Linked DNA regions of Zea mays: region 1 is linked to region 2. A link is a contact called in public Hi-C data. All regions are on one chromosome and are shown on one strand. Each heading gives the region's core, a stretch centred on a gene start, on an enhancer-like site or on the middle of the called end of the contact. The rest is flanking DNA. Distances are from core to core; before and after follow the strand shown.

The links. Hi-C and Micro-C count contacts between places; a contact is called where the count stands out from the background.
Region 1: a contact with region 2 is called in a Hi-C map of leaf, with 7 times the contacts expected there. The contact joins the promoter of LOC100279723 here to the enhancer-like site in region 2. A contact is called at or near these places in 8 of 25 Hi-C or Micro-C datasets (bundle sheath, ear, leaf and 1 more).

The regions. Positions count from the first base shown.
Region 1 is chr2:191,241,374-191,248,487 of Zm-B73-REFERENCE-NAM-5.0, reverse strand. LOC100279723 (Remorin family protein) reads right to left here and starts at 1,440. Exons shown (of 6, transcript NM_001152682.1): 1 at 1,326-1,440; 2 at 452-1,182; 3 at 1-142. The coding sequence starts at 920.
Region 2 is chr2:191,058,969-191,066,062 of Zm-B73-REFERENCE-NAM-5.0, reverse strand. No RefSeq gene overlaps it. Among protein-coding and RNA genes, the nearest start is that of LOC103647479, 20 kb to the left of the region's middle. Within about 2 kb of position 1,317, at least 7 of the 20 cell types and tissues checked have an H3K27ac peak or open chromatin away from gene starts, as enhancers often do. A contact at or near this core is called in bundle sheath, leaf and leaf mesophyll, where this site is marked.

The DNA.
Region 1 (7,114 bases), core at 191-2,690, 180 kb before region 2:
GACAGGGAACGATTAAATGTTGGTCTATTGTTGGGTGAAGAGGACCTACTTAGCTCTGGGCTGGTCTGTGTTGCAACATCTTTCCTGGAAATTATACAGGCAATAGTTGAAGCTGAATCTTCTGTGATTTCAACCTGCTCGTCTGAACAAGGCAACAACAAAAAGGCAACGGGTCAAGATTTACTGACTTTTCAGTCTACAATATGATAACTTTCTATGAAGATCTGCTGCACAACTTAAGGTAAATAACTTCCGACTTGTTACTGAAAAAAAATGGTTTCATAACGCAATTCATGCCTTCTATGCTTCAACAAACATAGATGATAACTCAAACAAAGTGTTTTGTGCTTTGCTAATTACTACTAAACCAAATTTCAATACTAAACAATAGGCTAAAACTAAAAATAATGATGGATATGCACTCTGTGCACAAGAAACCATTTTTAAATACCTTGGATAGATTCTTGTGTGCTAGGCAATGAAGCAGATGATTCGACTGCAGAATCTAATCGCTTGCGAACTCTGGGAGTTCGAATAGGATGAGACCCACCATTCAGTGGACAAATTCTGACTCCTTCTCCAATGTTGATTTCGTCACCAATTGGTCTACCTGAATAGGCCCCATTTGTATTTTTTCCTCCACAAACATGTCCTGGCATTAGTACTCCTGCTGAAAAATGAGAATTTGATGTAATAGGTCCAACTCTCTCACTATCAAGCAATGACACCGAAGAAACAGATGAATACTGTCCACCAAGTCTTCCTGGAGGCCCCAGGGGGCCACTTTTAGACTTTGGCCTCCGACCATGAGCAACCGTAGTTCTTCCACGCATGTCGCTGGAATTGGGACTGAAGATCCACCTCTCTGCATCCTCCCATTTCGAGGGCAATGTCCTCCCATTGCTGTAAGAAAATGCCATGCTGCTTCCTGGGTATCTCCTACTTCCTTTAGAAGAATGCGGAACTCTCTCAGAGCTCCACCTTTTTTTGGAAACCCAACTCCGATAGCTCAGCGTCAAGGTCTACGAAACACGTCTGACCGGATGAGTAATGCTTCAAGTCCTTTGTTCATCAACCCCACACCACCAATCACGAAACTTGTAGAAAACGTGGCTCCGTGGAATTAACCCAGTGCTGCCGAGGTCAAGTAAGGCCGGGGCCGGCCGCTGTTTCGACCCCTTCCTACCATGCAAAAGAACAATAACCTCAGTGTGGTACCACTGGTTGGTTGTGGCATTCTTTCGAACAACATACAAGCATACAAAATGGGCAACTGCAACCCCGCACAATTCAACGGATTGCAAGACTCAAGATTAATACAGTACCTGGGGTAGTGGGGTGGGACGTCCTGCCGGATTCTTGGCCGGTTCTTGTACCTGAGCCGACTCCTCTTCCTTCACCCCGCACAGCAACTCCTCCGCTTCGTCGTCCTGCCGCTCGGCAAAGGCTGCAGAAGCTTAACAACACTAGCTCGTTTTAAAGGGCGGTCAGGTTGCTCTCAGATCGATTGAGACACTAGTAAGAATCCAAAACTGTGAGCTGGTTACAGCGTTGTGCTTACCACTGGAGGAGGAAGTAGCCAACCCATCTGTCTCCAGATCTGTGTCTGTGTCAGGCGCACGAACCCGGCCAAAGGCTGCATGCAACCACCATCATACAATCAGTGTTTAAAAAGCAGATCTCAGAAAGAGGGGGAGTGAAAGGTGAAGATAATCCAACGGCGCTCATTTTCTCGTGTCAGAAAAAAAAAAAGCACCCTCGTTTTTGTTGCTACAAGGGTCTAGGATGGTGACGGTGATGATGCCTATAGCTCAAGTCAAAAGAATTCGGGGCCATCCTACTTTGTCTACTTCGCTGATAACAAATTCTTGTGTACCATTCGCTTGCTCTCTGTGGAAGGGTTGCGGTCACCTGAGTGAGAGGCTAGGACAGGCCATACCGCCATAGGCAACCTAGATGGGCATCGGGGCGCCATGATGCTACTTTGAGTTATTTGGCATTATAATACCTCTGCCTTTTGTCTTCGCCAGTTTGGTACTCTGAACACATATCGCCACTTTGGTACTTCGAATGCATGGTTGTCTCTATTGACGTAACCGCGCCTGTGAAGACGTTGGACGCGATTACCGTGGACGCTCTTCCAATCTTGCCCCTGTTCCAGAATCTCCCATCTTCCAACCGTGGATGCCACAGTAAATTTCACACTTATATTTTTCTTCCAACCTTTTCCGCAGCTCCCTCAGACCCATGTTCAACTCCTTTAAGAGATGGACAACCTTTGATGCTACTCAAGCGCTAGTAAGGATCGTGGTTTTCCTTCTAGCACTGGAAGTACAAGTGTGTTCCTCAATTAAGACAGTCACCTGTAATAATTAACCTTAATTAGTAACAACATAAACAATATCCTATGTACAAACATCTTAGGCTTATTAGACTATACCATAACACTATTCCCAGATTGTTGCCTACATCCCACAATATGCCAAGGGCAACCTTCTCCTTTGCAATTACCAATAAATCGACTCAGATCAGTTTTATATATTTCTAGCTCAAACTCTTCATTGATCGCAAACTGTCTCACAGCTAGCCTAAAGTCACGCATGCTGGGGTACACTGTTCCAATATCCATACAAGGCTTGTCTGTGTCATGCAACATCACCCTCTCATCTGGAATTTCATCATCAACAGGGATGATTGCATCAATAGTTCCATTCTCGCAATCACCTCTATTGACATCACCCTCTTGCATCTTGAAAGCTTCACCCACCTTCTGAGCAGCTTCATCCTCAGCTCTCAACCCGATCAACTCATACATTCTGTCATCGTCAACAATTTCTATCCTACCTTCCTCATCTTGGCACTCAACAATTTGTAGTGCGTCCCAGTCAATACCAACCTTTGGGTGAGCACTAGGATGTACTACCATTGATAAGCTAGGTGGCAGCTCATCGTCAAAACTGAGAATAAAAAAATAAAAATGTAGAATCATACTACTCCACTCGATTTCTAGAAAAGTTAGTAAATGTAGAATCATACCCGTACATAGAATCATTCCAGCTGTAATCCATCTAGCCAACTGTTGGTGACCAATAATGTGATTTGTTTAAGTAATCCAAGAGCAAAACAATTTTGTAGTTGTGAATCATCTAGGCCCCTTAGTGATGTTTTGGTAATTAATGACAACTATTTGTGGACTAACAGTTCTTGGAGAAATAAGAACGCAGGTTGGACCACAGAGAAAAGAAAATCTTGGAGACTTATAAGCATTGGTTGTGGATCAAGTAAAGGCAAAGGTATACCATAGGTTTTTGTTTTTGCCGGTCTCCAGGAGTTTAGAGAAGACATTTGACCGGATTACTAGGCTAGATGGTTGTACTATTAAGAGGGGTCAATGACTTTGGTCTGTGTAAAACTTAGTGCCTCATAGAACATCTAGTGGTTGCATTTGCATGAGGTTTAACAGCGCTTCCAGTTTCGAGAGTTAAAAATCTTTTCGAAAGCGTGTTTGGAAAGTTGCTAAGTCATGGGGTTGGCGGACCGTCCGGGCCAAGTGGCCGGACCGTCTGTGATCCATCTAGAGGGGTCCGAAGTATGTTCACTTCAGACTGGTCCTGTTTGTTTGTATTGTGCACCGTCTGGGCCTCGGGGCCAGACCATTCGCAGTACTGACCAGAGAGGGTCGCCCTCTGCACAGTCCCTGTATAATTGTGCAGACTGTCCGGCCGGGGTCGGCGGACCGTCCGCAGGTGCTAAATTGGTTTGTGCAGGGACTGTGTGTTTTTGGGCACTTGTACTATGGACTGTCCGGGGCCTGGGCCCGGACTGTACTAACTCCTAGGTCGCGGACCGTCCGGCCTTGTATGGCGGACAGTCTGCGTGTGTTAGCTCATCGTGGTTAGAGCTCTGGTGCTCCTTGTTGCCAGGTCTCGGATGGTCCGGCCAAGGTGGGCGGACTGTCTGGACTTCGCTTTTCTGACAGCTCTGACAGATTTCAAACGGGAAAAATAGCAGTTACTTGTACGGCGGACCGTCCGGCTTAAGGGCGTGGACCGTCCGCGTGTGCGCATAATTTGTGCTAGTTGCACATAACAGTTAGAATTGTGAGGTGGGCTATAAATAGAAGGGCAGCTTATGTGTGAGGGCTCACTTGGCCATTCCTTGCACACATTGAGCTCATTTGTGATCCTCCTACTCATTCTCTCACACTCTTTGCTTTAGATTGCATTCTAGTGAGAGATTGAGAGTTCCTAGTGCATTTGCATCCATTGGTGATTCTTGAGGCACTAGGTGGTACACCGAGCAAGCGTCATCGGCTTGTTACTCTTGGAGGTTGCCGCCTCCTCGACGGCTCGGGTGTTTGTCTCCATCGAGCTCTCCATGAAGATTGTCGAGAAGCCGTGGTGTCGATTGTGAGGGGTTCGCGCCTACCTCGCCGGAGCGGCAAAGGCGACGCTAGTGGAAACGAGGTATTGAGTGATTTCTTGTCCACTTGGCTCAAATATCAAGCCGCGTCTTGATAGAGGAGCAAGTGAGAGTTTGAAGTCCACCTCAACGTGGATTAGGGGTGATCGGCAAATCACCGATACCACGGGACAAAATCTGGTGTCTTTCTCTTCTCGCATTACTTATTACCGTGCAAGTAATTAGTATTTCGAATATTGTCTTTCATGTATACAATTACCATAGTTGTTTCTCATAGATTGCTTACTTGTTGTCACTAGAGAATTTATACCTCTTGTCATATTGATTAAATTTCTCTAGTGTCTTTGATTTTAGTCAAAATCGTTTATTCACCCCCCTCTAGCCGGTGTCCTAGATCCTACAAGTGGTATCAGAGCCGAGGACTCCATTGTTTGTGGATCTAATCATCCCGGAGTTAGACAAAATGGCTAGTAACAATAATGTGCACATTGGGAAGCCACCGCATTTTGATGGGAATAACTATGACTATTGGAAAATAAGAATATCAATGCATCTTAGAGCAATAGGTGGAAAAATTTGGCCAATTGTCAAGGATGGGTTTGTTGTGTTGAAACAAGATGAACCATCGGCTAGTGACAATGAAAACATTCTTACAAATGATCAAGCCATGAATGTATTCTATGATGCTCTTGACATAAATGAGTTCAACCGTATCAAGAATCTCACAACTGCTCATGAGATTTGGATTAAGCTAATGGAAATTCATGAAGGAACTACAATTGTGAAGAGTGCAAAGCTATATGTGTGCAAAGGAAAATTTCAGCAATTCATTTTGAAAGAAGAAGAAAGTGTATCCGATATGTTCAACCGGTTAAATGAGATAGTGAATGAGCTCAAGGGACTTGATTTTGATGTACTGGATGTGGATTTCACTCATAAGTTCCTTAGATATCTTCTGGAGAAGTATGAGACTATTGTGACCATGCTAGTAAGAAGTGATTTATCTACAACTTCTCCAACCGAAGTATTAGGAGAAATTCTTACTCAAGATATATTCAAGAAATCTCAAGCCGATGCTATAAGTTTGGCAAAGAAAGTGAAGAATGAATCAATCGCTCTCAAAGCTAAAGCTTCTAAGGCAATTGAAAAAGAAGATAGTGATGATGAAGAAAATGAAAGTGAGAGTGATGGAGATATGGCTCTATTTGTAAAGAAATTTAACAAATTCATGAAGAAGAAGAGGGGTCAACCTAGAAGAGGCCAAACATCAAGAAGAAATGCTTTCAATGATAGAAAGTGTTTTGAGTGTGGGGAACCCGGTCACATCGCCATGAATTGCCCTAACAAGAAGAAGGGCAAAGATGGAGATGATAAGAAGAAGAAGAAATTCTACAACAAGAAGAAAGATGGCAAAGCCTACCTAGTTGAATGGGATTCGGATGATAGCTCGGATGATGATGATGACACCTCATCCAAGCTTAATGCCGGAATTGCCATCAAGGAAGCCCCTTCACTTTTCTAATCCCCTCATTGTCTCATGGCAAAGGGAGATGCTAAGGTAAAAATCATCACCGATTTAAATGATATAGATGATGATGATGTTGATGATGTTGATGATGATGGTTATTCATATGATGATCTTGTTAGAATGTTAGGTGAGGCCGATGACTACATGCACAAAGAAAAAGAAAAGTTTAAGACCTTGAAAGAATTGTATAAAAACCTCCAAGTGTATTTTGAGGAGCTCAAGACCTCTCACAACGATCTAAAAGAGAATTGTGAGAAGCTTGTGGAAGCTCAAAACTCATCTATTGTGCATGAAGTTGTGGTGATCACTGAGGATGTTGGAGTCACTTGTGACTTACTTGATAGTCCTACAAGTGAACCACAACCTACTAACTCTATTTGTGATAAATGCAAAATTTCTCTTATGAATGATAATATTGCTCGTGATGAATCACAAATCATTGTTGAGAATGAAGTATTAGTAGATAGAGTGAATGCTCTAACCCATGATCTAGAGAAGGCATATGGTGGAAAGGCTAAATTGGATTTCATATTTGGAAGTCAACAGCGCTCACTTAATCGTGAGGGTCTTGGATATGCTCCCAAGAAAGGAAAGAATGCTTTTGTAAAGTAAAAGACATTATTTGTGAAAGAATGTGACAAAGTGTGTCACAAGTGTCACAAGAAGGGACATATCAAGAAGAATTGTCCTAAGCTCAAGAATGTATCCTCCACTTGTTTTGAGCATTGTTATGTTCTTTCTCATAATGCAAAAGGTGTTCATGTTGGTACTTCAATTGTTGGCAATAAGAAGAAAGCTATTGAAGCGTCCCGATCCTTTGGGACTCAAATGTGATACAATTACTAGTCCCAGGAGGCTAGTAACCACATTCCTTACTTCAAATAGTACAGAGTTCGAATAAATGTTATTACAATACCGGGGTACAAGCTCGAGAGAGCCAGAATACAAAGCACGGTAAAAGATACACTAGCCCAAGCCACAGGCAGAACTGGGTGCAGACACAGCCCCCCCCTCAATCAAGCATAGCAGAAAAGAAGTCTTCGGCTGCTGAAAAACATAAATAAATCTGGGTGAATACACTAGATATTCCGCAAGCCCATCCCGCTCCCGTAAAGAGAAAGGGGCCTATATCATACATGCTTTATATGGTGGAGTTGAAGTCAC
Region 2 (7,094 bases), core at 68-2,567:
CCCAGCACCCTCCGTATACCTCTGGACTACCATCGTCGCTCTCTTTCCCACGCTCGACAGCCCCTTGACCAAGGCTGGCATCCCGCCGTCGACTGTCGGAGCTCTCGTCGTCAATTGCAGCGGGTTCTACCCGGCCCCATGGCTCGCCGCCATCATCGCCAGCCGCTACCGCTTGCGTGCCGACACCAAGACAGTCAACCTCTCTGGCATGACTGCACTGCAGGCGTTGTTGGCGTGAGCGTCGCGAGGAGACTCCTACTGACGCACGCCGCTATCTCATACGCCGTCATCGTCAGCACCGAGATCTTCATCGTCGGGTGGTACAACGGCAAGGATGAAGGCAAGCTGATCCTCAACTACTACTGGTCAGGTGCTGCTCGTGGGGAAGAGAGAGGAAGAGATGGATAAATATTACGAGCAACGAGGCAAAGAATTGCACTCGCGGTGGCATTCTATTCTTCCAGATGAAAGAGGCCACAACGACTTCCTTCCTGTCAGGGCGTTTCAGGAGGTCGTATAGCGCAGAGACATCCTGAACTTCCCATTTCTGTTGGCCAGGCTACATATTCTCGAGTCTGTTAACTCAGTCAATGTGAGGTTGCTGATTATGGCTTACACTTCCTGAAGCTCCCCCTGTGCCCGTGTGCGACAACCGCGTCACAAGAGTGAAGCCACTGTTCTTCACGTCGTGGACGACACTCGTCTGCTTGTTAATGCAGTGAGTTGATAGAGTTTGACTTGTTTGGCATGTAATTGGTGGAACATAGCATCAAAACATGGACACAGAGTAGTCCCAAACACCCTGTTAAACCCTTATTTATGTATGATATCTTAGTCCCTATAAATAAAGTAATTTCTAAAATTGTTGTAAGTTAAAATTTAAGTTTAATTAAATTGTAGAAAAAATGTTTATATTTACGATAGCACATTAGTATAATTAAAAACATGATAAACTAAATTTCTCTAATGTATTCATTCGATGTCATAAACATTGTTAATATAAATTTGGTCAATATAAAAAAATAACTTAAGATAAATTCTAAGAATTAATTTACTTAGAAATAGAGGGACGCTTCAGCATATTGTATTTGGTGGCTGACCAAGGTCGTTATTTGAAAGAAATCTAATAAAAATAAACCTATAAATATATATAGGTCAGGGTCAACGAACATAGATCGAGAGTCGAAGACATCAAGCCTGTTTTATATGACCGCATGACCCATTCTGTTCATCTAGAGTAAAAAAAACAGTAACCTGTGCTGACGACCCCAACCATAACGGAAATCGTTATTTTTTTTTACCTGGTCTCCATTGACCGGGAGACATCATCACGGTCACGGCAGCACTAAACATCCAGCGGTTTAGCAGCCAGCAGCCATGGTCAAACCAGAGGCCCTGTCGCCGTACGTGGCGTATAAAAGCTCGCGTATGGCCCCGCCTCTTCGCGACTTCGCCTCACAAGCCACAAGCTAGCGATCCAAAAATATTTCTCGCGCAATCGAAGTGAGTTCATAGAGCCATATTCAGAACCTCAACGCAGCGTTCGCTTTTGGATTTGATCTGGAAGCACAGCCTCGCTCAAGGCAAGAAAGACGGTGTTACGTACTGTTGCCGCCATGGAGCCGGGGATGGAGGCGGCGCTGATCAAGGTCGGGATGTTCGTGCTGGTGCAGGCGCTGGTGTACCTCATCCTGTCGCAGTCCTCCACCGTGTTCTCGCGCACCAAGAGCCTCGGCCTCCGCCCCGCGCGGTCGCTCAGCGCGCGCCGCATGCTCGCGCTGCTCTCCGACCTGCCGCTCAACGCCGGGGAGCCCTCGCCCGTCGCCGCCTTCGCCCGGACGCGGTCCGCGTTGTCGCCCATGCTCGCCGCGGCCCAACGGAAGCAGGACTGAGGTCGCCGGCCGTTAAGCAAGCTCTCTCTCTCTATTTCTAGTATTCTTTTATTTGTTTGATCGATCCATATGTATATCAGTATATGTATCGGTTTGGCTTGGTTGTATTCAAGTACAGCTTCAAAATTTCATGGGAGTTTGATTTGCGCATCTCACTGCATGCTGCCTGTGCTGCAAGCCTGTATCTGCATCGTTTTTTATATGGGCTTTTTTACAAGCGTGCCTTTAGTCTAGGTACTTTGCTCATTTCTAACCCCGTTCAAATCCATTTTTATATGGGAGATTGACGAGGCTAAAATTCTCTCTGTTCAAATTGACCTCCATACGGGCTCTGCAGTCGGCTGACGAAACCTTCAGACAGCACTCAGCACGGACGGCGGCTCGAGCATATTTTTACGCAAACGTAGATGCAAGCAAATTGAGATCAAGACACACCTAGCTCTAGCTCTTAAGCTTCAGTTCTACCCGTGTGTAGTATAAGAGTGCTTTAAGATTAAACAATTTGACGTCAACCTGCTGAAAAATTATATATTTTTCAGATTAAATTTCGAATATAAATCATGACCAACAACAAATAGTTTAGTTGTCTGTTCCAAAACAAGTAACCTAATAGGTTACCTAACATCATAATTATATAAATGCAGCACATCTTTACTATAACAGATAAACTGAAGTATGCAATCAAATCAGATATAATGCGTAGTAGACGACGCTGGTAGAAGCAGCAAGGTCGACAATGTCAAAGTAGCAGGGTCGACGACGTCGTAACAGTAGGATCGATGACAAGATCACGAGCAGTCGTGTGAGAACGCTTCCCAAAAATCTTATTCGCCCTCTCCCGATGCAGGACCTCGAAGTCGATGGGTTTCGGAGACCCGCTCTCCTGATCGCAGATACACATAGGTGGTCGGGATGAAGAGAACTACGATGACGACGTATCTGTGAGCAGACGCGAAAACCTAACTTTTGTAGATATAAGTTTGGCGCGGGCTACCAGGCGCCTGAAAGGATCACGATGCCCAAGAGGGGGGGTGAATTGGGCTTTTCTAAAAATCAACACTAATTAAAACCTAAGCAAGAGCTAAACAAGAGCCCAACTTCACCCCAACAACTAGCACTAAGAATATAATACTAGAAATGTAACAAAGCTAAGATAATACTTCAAATACTTGCTAAGCAAATACACAATGTAAAGTGCTTGAATTAAGTGCGGAATGTAAAGCAAAGTTTAGAAGACTCCTCCAATTTTTCCCGAGGTATCGAAGAGTCGGCACTCTCCACTAGTCCTTGTTGGAGCACCCGCGCAAGGGTATCGCTCCCCCTTGGTCCTCGCAAGAACCAAGTGCTCACTACGAGATGATCCTTTGTCACTCCGGCGCGGTGGATCCCTCGAGACCGCTTACAAACTTGAGTCGGGTCACCAACAAGATCTTCACGGTGATCACCGAGCTCCCAACGCCACCAAGCCGTCTAGGTGATGCCGATCACCAAGAGTAACAAGCCATAGACTTTCACTTGACCAAGAGAAGCCTAATGCAAGTGGTGTGTGCTCTAGGTGGCTCTCACTAGCACTAATGAGGAACAAGCGCGGATTATGATTCTCTAATCTCCTCACTAGGCTCTTGGTGCTTCCAATGCTCTAGCAATGTGCTGGAATAAATGGGGAGTGCTAGACATTGAATATGGTGGGTGGAGGGGGTATAAATAGCCCTCACCCACCAACTAGCCGTTACAGGCAATTCACTGCGCGATGGCGCACCGGACAGTCCGGTGCGCCACCGGTGCGCCAACGGTCGTTTCCAACGGCTAGTTCTGACAGAGAGCCGTTGGACTCATGGCGCACCGGACAGTGAACAGTCCACTGTCCGGTGCACACCGGACAGTCCGGTGCGGTGTCCGGTGTGCCACTAAAATTCAACTCTGAAAACTGCGCTCTCGGGTTTCTGGGAAGGCGAAGCCTCTGCCGCGGACCAGCCAGGCCCCTCCTGGCAGAGGGTGCACCGGACAGTCCGGTGCACACCGGACAGTCCGGTGCCCCAAGGCCAGAAACACTAACTCTTGTTTTTCAGCTGATTTTCAAATCGGTTTTCGTTCTAACTTGAGTGTGAGTTCTAGAGTGACACCTAGCACTGTGTATGAGTGTGATTGTGCACCCATACTACACTAGAACTCTCTTGGTCAAACTACTCATCGACAACCCCTCTTTATAGTACGGCTAAAAGAGAATAAAAGACCTAACTAAATCGCGAGTGTCCACATCTCCTTGACACTCGGACTCCGTAGATCTTCACCTTTTTGTTTCGTCGTTTTAGCCGTCGCTTCGAGTTCTTATCTCCGGGATTGTTTTCACCGTTGTAGTACTTCTACCTGTCATGTGACCTAACTTACTGTTGGGGACTTGTTCTCAAATGCTAAGAATTAAGAACAAGGCAACACAAAAAATGTTAAGTGTTAAGGTCCTTCGTCCTCCATAACGATATATCCCTTCGGGATATAAAGCATCTCGGACGAAGGTTACAAAGGACATACCTTCGTAAACATAACAACGAAGAATGAAGCATTCACATAAATCATAGAATATGAAATAAACATTTAAATATTGTCATAGAATTATCTCTACTTGTATTAATGAATATAAATGACTTTGAATTACAAATGTACCTTTGATCCTGCGGAAGGCAAAAGTACAAGCGTGATGCGAAAGCAAATGACAGGTTCACGTGAACAGTACAGAGGTACTGTTCATCTATTTATAGGCACAGGTCGCAGCCTGTGACAAATTACAATTATGCCCCTTGCGAAAGTTTACAGCATTGACTCAGACCTATATGTATAAAAAGGTCATTCTATCTCTATGTCGGTTTAAAACGCCGAAGCTCCATGAAAAGGGACCTTCGGCCATCTCTTGGAGACGACTTCAGCCGAAGCTGCTTCTTCGTGTGAGACCTTCGGCGCACCGAAGCACGACCCCAACAGTAGCCCCTTTCGCGGTGCTAGATCGTTCTTCGTAACGAGCTTGACCCGTGAAAAAAGCCTCTTCAGCTTCGGGAAGCCGAAGGTCCAAAAAACACCTTCCCTGAGCTCGTTGCGGAGAAACGATCCGACTTCCGAGCGCGTGTCGGTCCCACCTTGCAGAGTTACTGTTTGATCCTTGCGGTCCACTGCGCAGCGGGTACAAGTTACTGCGCGCCTGGTGTAACAATTCCGCCGCTTCGCCTTCTTACCTGCAGCACTATATAAACTGACAAGTAGTTGTGAAGTTACCACAGCATTCATTGCTATTTGCACTGTTTTGCTGCCGAAATTTTCCATCATAGCCGAAGCTTAAGTCCCAAAATCGAACGAAGGTGCTTCTCAACGTCCGCTTCGTCAGAAAGAAGAGCTTCGGAGAAAAGAAAAAAGTAAAAAGTTTTTGACTTCCCAAACTTAGAATCAAATGGCGAGAATTCGATCTACTGCCAAAGTTGTACGTGAGGGAGACGAAGCCGAAGGTTCAGACACTGTGCCCATCTCCGAAGCAATGCAGCGTTCCGGTCTACTGACTACAGAAGAAATGCCTGCTGCTGAAGCAGGCCCAACAACTGCCGAAGGAGAAGAAAACATTGAAGGGACTGACTCCGAAGATGACTATCACCTTGCTACGCCCAGCAAGCCCAGTCACCTGGATTTTGGGAAATCAACTGTTTCAAAAGCTGACCTTTCGAAGATGGTGAAAGCAGGTTATTTCAATGAGGGCCAGAAGAAGCTACTCCGCTTCGGGGAAGAAGAAACCACCCCGAAGCCAAGGAAAGATGAGATTGTTATTTTCAAGAGCTTTTTAAAAGCTGGGCTTAGATTCCCTCTCCATGGTATTGTTGCGGAGATACTAAGGAGGTTTGGTATCTACTTTCATCAATTGACTCCTAACGCCATCGTTAGGCTCAATGTTTATATCTGGGCCCTCCGAAGCCAAGCTGTGGAACCATTTGCTGACAGCTTCTGCCGAGCTCACGAATTACATTACCAAACAAAAGCCAGAAAAGATGGGCTACATGATAATTTCGGTTGCTATAATTTTGCCTACCGGAAGACAACAAAGTGTCCTGTCATCAGCTACCGAAGCAAATGGCCAGCAGGTTGGAAATCTGAGTGGTTTTATGTAAAAGTCGATGAAGACAAAGAAAAATTGGTACAAAGCCCTCTGGAGTTAATCTTCGGAGAGACAAGGCCACAATGCCACATTGGTGACCTAAAAGGTCCCACCTGGGCTGCTCTGGGTGAATTTGAAATTATCTCAAAAAATATTGGCACCAGGGATCTAGTTCAAGAGTTCTTGGCATTCAGAGTTTTCCCTACTCTAAAAGAGTGGGAGATGCCGAAGCTGGAGGGAGAGAAGAAGGAGGGGGAGCTTGTCCGGCTTCCCTATTACTTCAAGTTCAAAAAGTTCTTCAAAAAACCCTGCAAAGAATGGTTAGACACTGTTGAGGTGATGTGCAACGAAATCCTGGGGAACTACTCCAAAAAAGAGGATCAATTAATGACAGCAGCCTTCGGTGCCCGACCGAAACGAAGGTTGAACCGAGTGCTTGACGCCCTAGGCTTCGAATACCCAGACTATGAACAATTGAACAAGGGTGCCGAGGGCCTTAAAAGAAAAAGGATAGCCGAAACTCCGATCACGGATGAAGAAAGACCAGCAAAGGAGAAGAAAATTCTCAAAAAAGGAAAAATATCTGCTCCGAAGCGCAAATCACCCGAAGAAGAGGGGACCCCCACACCGCCTTCTACCAGCGACGTGGAGGAAATTTTAAAGGTAATGACTGAACCCATGCCTACGAAGCTAAGTCCATTAGGGCTCCAACTGACGAAGCTTTTTGAAAAGGTGGACGAGCCGGATCAATCGAAGATAAACAAACCCAAACGGCAAAGAATCATTGCGGTAACTGAGGTTATCGACAAGACGCCACCAAGGGCATCAATCCAAAAAACGGCAGCTGCCGAAGGTACAGCAATCGTTGAAGGCGTAGCTTCGGAGGTCGCGGCTACCGAAGCCGCTACAGCCGAAGATACAAACTTAGAAACCACGATTAAGAATATCAACAAGATTTTGGAAGACATGGCTGCGGAAGAAGCTGGTGCTACTACTGAAAAAACCATGGCCACAGTGCCTGAGAAAGGAAAAGAAATAGCCGAAGACCCTTCGGACGACGAAGCCTACTCTTT